Linked DNA regions of Sus scrofa: region 1 is linked to region 2. Evidence: chromatin contacts called from public HiChIP or PLAC-seq data. All regions are on one chromosome and are shown on one strand. Each heading gives the region's core, a stretch centred on a gene start, on an enhancer-like site or on the middle of the called end of the contact. The rest is flanking DNA. Distances are from core to core; before and after follow the strand shown. Region 1 has its middle 82 kb from the start of HHIP. Region 2 has its middle 97 kb from the start of HHIP.

Region 1 (3,719 bases), core at 919-3,418, 180 kb before region 2:
ATCACTGACTTCACTATGCTGGCCTTTTCTTGATAATTAAGTAATAAAACTGAGCTTTTAATCACTATATGAGCAATTCTACTTCAAGAACAATTCTCTTTTCCATTGGAATTTACATACAATGGTCAACATTTAACCAAATGTTTAAGTACAGGCATTAAAAATAACCACCCTCTCTATCTTCTTTCCATGCTTTGCCAGCCACAGGGAAGTCAATCCTGGCATCCTTCCTTTCTTGATTAGTCCACAATCTCAGTACACTGATGACTTCATGAAAAGTTGTAGTTTTATAGTTTAATATGGTTTTTCTCATTGTGACAGTGGTAGTGGTATCCTTTCCAGCTTCCTCTATCCTAGAAAAGCAAATTTATGCCTCATTCTTTTGTTTGTTTGTTTGTTTTGGGGCCGCACCTGTGGCATATGGAAGTTCCCAGACTAGGGGTCAAACTGGAGCTGTAGCTGCCTGCCTACGCCACAGCCACAGCAATGCCAGATCCCAGCTGCATCTGTGACTTACACTGCAGCTCACAGGAACGTCAGATACTTAACCCACTGAGAGAGGCCAGGGATCGAACCTGCGTCCTCATGGTTACTAGTCGGATTCATTACCACTAAGGCACAATTCAAACTCGTCTCATTCTTTTTAACGGCTGCACTCTGTCATTGTCACATAGAAAATATGAAGATAATTCTATTTAGGCTATATTTGCAGAAAATTTAGCACTCTATCCTGTTCATAGTTTTAAATAAACTTTAAAAAAAAATCAATGTCACTCATCTTTTAAAGTAAATCTTCCATAAAACAATATACAAAAGAAATAAAAGAGAAGCTGTCTAAATGAACAAGGATGAACCACCCTCTCTGCTCTTGTGATGATCCCAGTGCTGCTAGGATTTAAGGAAACATTTTGCAGCTTTGAACTATACATTAGAAACTGGTTTAGGCAAACTCAGTACTGAGCTTGAGCACACTACACTCATTTCCAAAATTTTCATGATTTCTCCCTTCTATAATAATATACCCCTAATATAAGTAAATGCACAAAAATTCGGCTGGATTTTCAAGATATGATATCTCTTGACATAAATGCAGTTAGAACTTCTTATCCTTTCTTCCCACATCCCACTGGACTACCTCCCACATTCCTCGGAAGACAAGAACCCCCAACTTGCAGATCATGCTTTCAGCAAATGCCTGTTTAATTCACCCTCTAGAGTAATAGGTGACCTCCTTTGTTTCCCATGCCTCTTCTCTTCCTCACTGTTGCATTGCCGGGTCCACTGATTCCTCATAACTACAGCATAGCTGACTTTAAGGAGCTAGCCCAACGGGGGCTTGGCTGCAAGGAAAGAAAAGCAGCCTTGATACCCTCATGGCTGGAACAGAGGACTGTACTAACTTCTTTGGGGTGGGTGTCTACATTGTGCCCTGGAATAATCCTGTTGGCACTAACCACCACTGCCACGCTTCTGAAATTTCATTCAATTTTCCATTGATGGCCAGTTCTGGTCATAGGAAACTCAAGGAGGAATTCCTAAACACAATTCAAATAGGAGGGAAGGAGCATGTAAGAGGGACAGTAAAAGGGGATGGGGTTTCTCCATGGTAGCCTATTGCTACCTAGCTAATTCAGCAGGTTTATAGAAGAGACGTCCATCTGTAAGTATGCTACAAGAGTCTGCTTGCATTTTAGTTTTATATCTACTCGGTTAATCACCACTTATTTTACAGTGGAAAAAACCCATGTTTAAAATAAGTTGAAGATACCCCTACTATAGTCAGAACTGTTTTACAGATCAATTAGCCAGGTCCTATGGGAAAAATGTACCCAAGTTTTGACTGAATCATTGACTAGAGTACTGGGCTAAACCACCAGCAAGTATAGCCTGAATAGTAGTGGCTATGATTTGGTAAAACAGTAAAGTATAAGGTCAGTTAAAAGGAATGTTTGTCAGTGATGAAGTTTAATTCTTTTAGGAAATGGGGAGCACTTTTCAAGTTAATCTCAGCCTGGAGTTCCTTATCTCCTCCAGAAGATAAAGAGGAATATCATCACTTCTACCACCACAATAGTGGGAAAATCAAAGGCAGTGTATATTAGTAGTCAGAACTGCCATGTGCAGTTAACCATCCTGTGCACTGAACAACTTTTAAGGGAATCATCCCTATCATAATCACATGAATATCAGATGACCAGGTAGTGAGTCATACGCATGCTATTGACTCAGACTATTTTAGAATCCTAGCCTGTTTTCTAATAGCGCTCTAATCCTGGACAAGTTATTTAACTTCTGTGGGCCTCTATTTTGTCATACATCAATAAAAGTAATAATTTTCATCATAGGCTAGTTATGAATATTAAATAATATAATAGTAAAAAGTTCTTAATCCTGTTGGGTAGGAAGAATAATGACTTCCAAAAATGTCCACATCCTAATCCCCAGAACCTATGAATATGTTATGCTACATGACAAAAGGCAATAAAAAGTTGCAGGGGGAATCAAGGTGATAAAATAGCTAATCTGAAGATAAGAACATAGTCCTGGGTTATCTGGATGGGCCAACACAATCACACAAGCCCTTAATAGCAGAAAAGGAAGACAGAAGAGTAGGTCAGAGAGAGATATAATAACAGAAAAAAAAGAGAGAGAAAGGGAAAGATTTGCAACCTGAGATAGACTCAAATTAGCTGAAGACGGAGGAAGGGGCCATGAGCCCACAATTACTAGCAGCCTCTAGAATCCGAGAAGTTCCCTCAGCTGAAAGCCAGCAAAGAAACAGGGACCTCAGTTCTACAAATGCCAGGGACAGAATTCTGCTGAAACTTGGGTTGAACAAGAAAATAGACTCTTCCCCAAAGCCTCCAGAAAGGAATGCAGTCTGCTAGCACCTTGGCTTTAGCCTAGGGAGACCCTTTTTGGACTTTTGATCTGAAAAACTATGAGATAATAAATGTGTACTGTTTTGAGTCATCCAGTTTGTGGTAACTTGCTATAGCAGCAACAGACAATCAAAACGAATATATCCACTGATGCAACTGCTACACATGTGATCCTCAATCCAATCTTTCAAAATATTCCCTGAGGGGCTACTCGGTATCAGACACTATTCAAAGTACTGGGATCCCACAAGAAACAAACTAGCAAGGGCTCTGCCTTCACAGAGCTTACCCTTCAGGGGAACATAATCAGTTCTAGAACAAGGGGCAGGAAGATGCTGACACCAGCTGTACGCACCCTATGAATATATTATCTAAGAAAGTAAACCTCTTCAGAAATACAGGTGAGGAATGGTGAGCAACAGTGGACAAAGGAGTTGAGAAGTCTCCATATTAGTTTTCGTTTTTTTCTTAAGGTGCTAGTATAGGTAAATGATATTTAAACCACCGCAACAAAAATAGGCTCTATGAAGAGGATTATTTCACCCATTTGATAAATCAAGAATGGGCTTGACTCCATACAGAGATTTCATTTAGTCAATCTGAATAAGAGGAATAACAAGGTGGAATCACATTTACATTGAAGAATATTTGTACTTTGCTGTGTGTATAATTAATCTTTAATTAATTATCGAATATAGTTTTCACTCCATATTTTGAATTTGCCCATTCTAGATCATTTTGTCTCAAAGCACACATCTTAAAAACCCTTCAGAACTTTATAGATTTCTAGTCTCTTAAGTTAACTCTCAAAATTTTGATGGTTCATCAATTCTAAGC
Region 2 (3,369 bases), core at 167-2,666:
TCCCTAAAAAGTAAAAAATAATAATATGTATATGACAGCCTAGAGATGGAAATTTTTTTTTCCTGATAGTAGTAATCTCTCTGGGTACCTTCACTGTCCCTTGATTGGCTTCTCAGCTCTTCTGTCACCAATGCAATCAATCTCCCAAATTAAATTCCCTTTGAGGTAAACACTGGAAGTACTTTCTGTTTCCCTCTTTAAGATCCTAATTGATCATATATTAATGAGAGTGACAGACTCAGGCGAGAAGAGAGAGTGCAGGATGGCATTTACAAAGGGACAGGATGAGGTCTCCTTTAGGAGGTCGCCTTAAAAAACCATCACCTGGAATCCCAATGTGATCACAGCAAGATGTGGTCAGAGGGCTCTTACCTCCAAACCCGATACAGAACCCTTCAACTACTCAGGCAGCTGCCAATGGAAAAGGCCATTCCCACAGTTGTCACTAAGAATTTTCATAGCTCACATTTGTACTATTAAACCTGTCAGTCTCCAGTGAGTTCAGGAGTCTGACAGCTAATGTGAGAGCAAGTTCTATGAAGTTACTTTTTTACACTCATTTTTGTTTCAGAATTTTATAGACTAATGAAGTGTCTCCACTGAGTGTACAACATACAATAGCAGTCATGCTGATTATCTCCTCAGAAAAGAATACGTCTTGTTTTTTTTTCTATTTGGAGAACAGACCTAAAAAGGTCTCTCTGAAGATTAAATTCTACCATCAGTCAAAGAAACAAAAGCATCAAAGGGGGGAAAAAGGAATTTGAATGCAATATTTCTTCTGTATTTTCATAATTTACATTTTCTCTGATTAAAACAAACAATTTAAAAGGGGAAAGGAGGGGGCCAGGAGAGGGAGGGAGAAGCCTGGGTGGAACTTGACTATAAAACTCATTCCTCTTGGGACTATGCCCACATCAGAAACTACTTGAGCTCACTCTTGTAATTTAATAAGATGTCATCAGATCCCTCTGACATATTTATAGCCTTACAACTACTTGGTGCAAAATCCATGTGCTTCATGTAAAGCAAGTTAGATAATCACAGACACTCTGTTCTGTGATCGACAGCTACCCAAAGTCATGTGTGCCAGGTGCGCTGGCAGGAGCCCTGGGCTAGGGCTGCGAGATGTGGGCCCTGGGCTTGTTTCTCCAACTGCTGAGCAGGGTGATTCTGCGCTAGGCGCTCAGTGCACTGGAAACTCAGTTTCCCGATGTGTAAAACAAGAGGCTTAGGTTCCTTCCAGCTCTGACAGGTCTTGTTAGCTATCCTGAATCCCAGGATCTGTGGGAACTACAGATTAGAAATTGCACCTCTGGGATAAGAAGGAGTCCATTAACTGCTCTGTATCATTCATCTGTGATGGCAAAATAATTCGAAAAGACTCTTACTCATTTTTCTCCACTTGCCCAGCCTCCTCCCCTCCCACCCTGTGGTTCTTTGTTGCTTTCTTGAATGTGTCCCTCTGAACTTCCTTCTTCTGTTCCTCCCACCTCAGTCTGGTTCATTCTCAAATCTTTTGGTGTCTCTTGCAGTTCTCGCTTTAAATTTCTAAACCATTCTCTGATCTATGGCCATGATTTTCTCTGTGCTGAAGAAGCTCACTGTTTTGTTTGTTTGCTTGTTTTGTTTTTGTTTTCGTTTGCTTTCTAGGGCTGCACCCGAGGCATATGGAAGTTCCCAGGCTAGGGGTTGAATCAGGGCTACAGCTGCTGGCCTACACCACAGCCATAAGAATGCCAGATCCGAGCCTATGACCTACCCACAGCTTGTGGCAATGCTGGATCCTTAACCCAATGAGCGAGGCTGGGGATTCAACCTGCATCCTCATGGATATTACTGAAACCTACTGAGCCAAAATGGGAACTCTCTGAAGACTCTCACTGTAACAAGGAGGCTGCCCCTCTCTCCAGGATCCTTAATATCTAGTTTCCTAACTGTTAGAAACATAATTGTCTTTTCCATGAGCTGTGGTCCCAAGAGGGGTGCTACAGGCACCCCACCTGACTGACAGACACCACATTCTGGGGAGATTCAAAGGCATAAATGCTTGGCGGTAGACACCATCTAAAAGGCAGACAAGTCCTAATACAGACAGAAGCATAACCACATGTCCTGGGGTTGCCCTAACAAATTACCTCAGGCTGGGTGGCTTAAACAACAGAAATGTTTTGCGTCATAATTGTGGAGGCTGGAAGTCTCAAATCAGGGTATTGGCAGAATTGGTTTCTTCTGAGGGCTACGAGGGAAGGATCCGGTCCAGGCTCCTCTCCTTGGCTTGTAGACGGCATCTTCTCCTTGTGTCTTCACTTATTCTTCCTTTCATACACGGTTCTGTGTCCAGGTTTCCTCTTTTTATAAGAACACCAGTCACAGTGGATGAGGACTCACCCTAATTATCTCCTTTTAGCTCAATTACCTTTGTAAAGACTTTGTCTTTAAGTAAGAACACATGCTGAGGTACTGAGGGTTAGAACCCCAACACAGGCACTTTGAGGGGAGATACAATTCAACCCACAAACATCGTGCCCCGGAAATGACATCAGACACACTGAGGTCTCATTTTCAGTGTCTAAAGAAGGGTTTCTCAAACTTCAGTGTGCTCCCAGTCACCTGGGGACTTTGTCAAAATACAGAATCTAATTCAGTATGTTGGGGGTGGGGCTGCCTGAGATTCAGTGTCTCTGTGCAAATTCCCAAGTGATGCTAATGCTGGTTCCTGGGCCACAGTTTGAAGAGCAAAGATCTAAAGGACAGTTTATAGACTGTTCTCATTTCGAGGACAGGACAGTCATACTGGAAAAGACTATTGATGGGAACAGGGCTTTCTGTCACCAAAAAGGAAACAATGGTATGTCCTATATCTTCCTTCCAGGCTTGCATTCAGTTGAGTAGAATGCAGAACAGCACAGTAAATATTTGTACCTGGCAGTCACTTACCCTTATGATACTGGACCTGCTTGCTGTTGTTACTACAGCTGCAAGAGCATCATAATCACACAAACAAATACAATATTTTTACGTATGTTGCAGTTCCTCTATCTGTTCAAAATAAACTTCAACTGGGTTGTTAAAGCAATAGGCACCATAAAAAAATATATGTATGCAACAATAAACTGGATTTCTATCAAGAGAAGATATTTAAAAAGGAAAATATCACAACAAGCTGATAGAATTTTTCTTTTTCTTTTTTTTTTTTTCTTTTAGGGCTGCACCCATGGCATATGTTGGTTCCCAGGCTAGGGGTTGACTCGGAGTTGTAGCTGTTGGCTGGCACCATAGTCACAGCAATGCAAGATCCAAGCCGTGTCTACAACCTACACCACACCTCATGGCAACGCCAGATCTTTAACCCACTGAGCAATGTCA

Evidence for each region. HiChIP or PLAC-seq counts read pairs in DNA pulled down with a chosen protein or histone mark.
Region 1: a contact with region 2 is called in an H3K27ac HiChIP or PLAC-seq map of alveolar macrophages. The contact joins two enhancer-like sites. A contact is called at or near these places in 1 of 47 Hi-C or Micro-C datasets (embryonic fibroblasts) and 1 of 2 datasets of contacts at active chromatin or transcription factors (alveolar macrophages).

The regions. Positions count from the first base shown.
Region 1 is chr8:83,758,385-83,762,103 of Sscrofa11.1, reverse strand. No RefSeq gene overlaps it. Among named protein-coding and RNA genes, the nearest start is that of HHIP, 82 kb to the right of the region's middle. Within about 2 kb of position 2,168, at least 2 of the 83 cell types and tissues checked have an H3K27ac peak or open chromatin away from gene starts, as enhancers often do. A contact at or near this core is called in alveolar macrophages, where this site is marked.
Region 2 is chr8:83,579,233-83,582,601 of Sscrofa11.1, reverse strand. No RefSeq gene overlaps it. Among named protein-coding and RNA genes, the nearest start is that of HHIP, 97 kb to the left of the region's middle. Within about 2 kb of position 1,416, at least 1 of the 83 cell types and tissues checked has an H3K27ac peak or open chromatin away from gene starts, as enhancers often do. A contact at or near this core is called in alveolar macrophages, where this site is marked.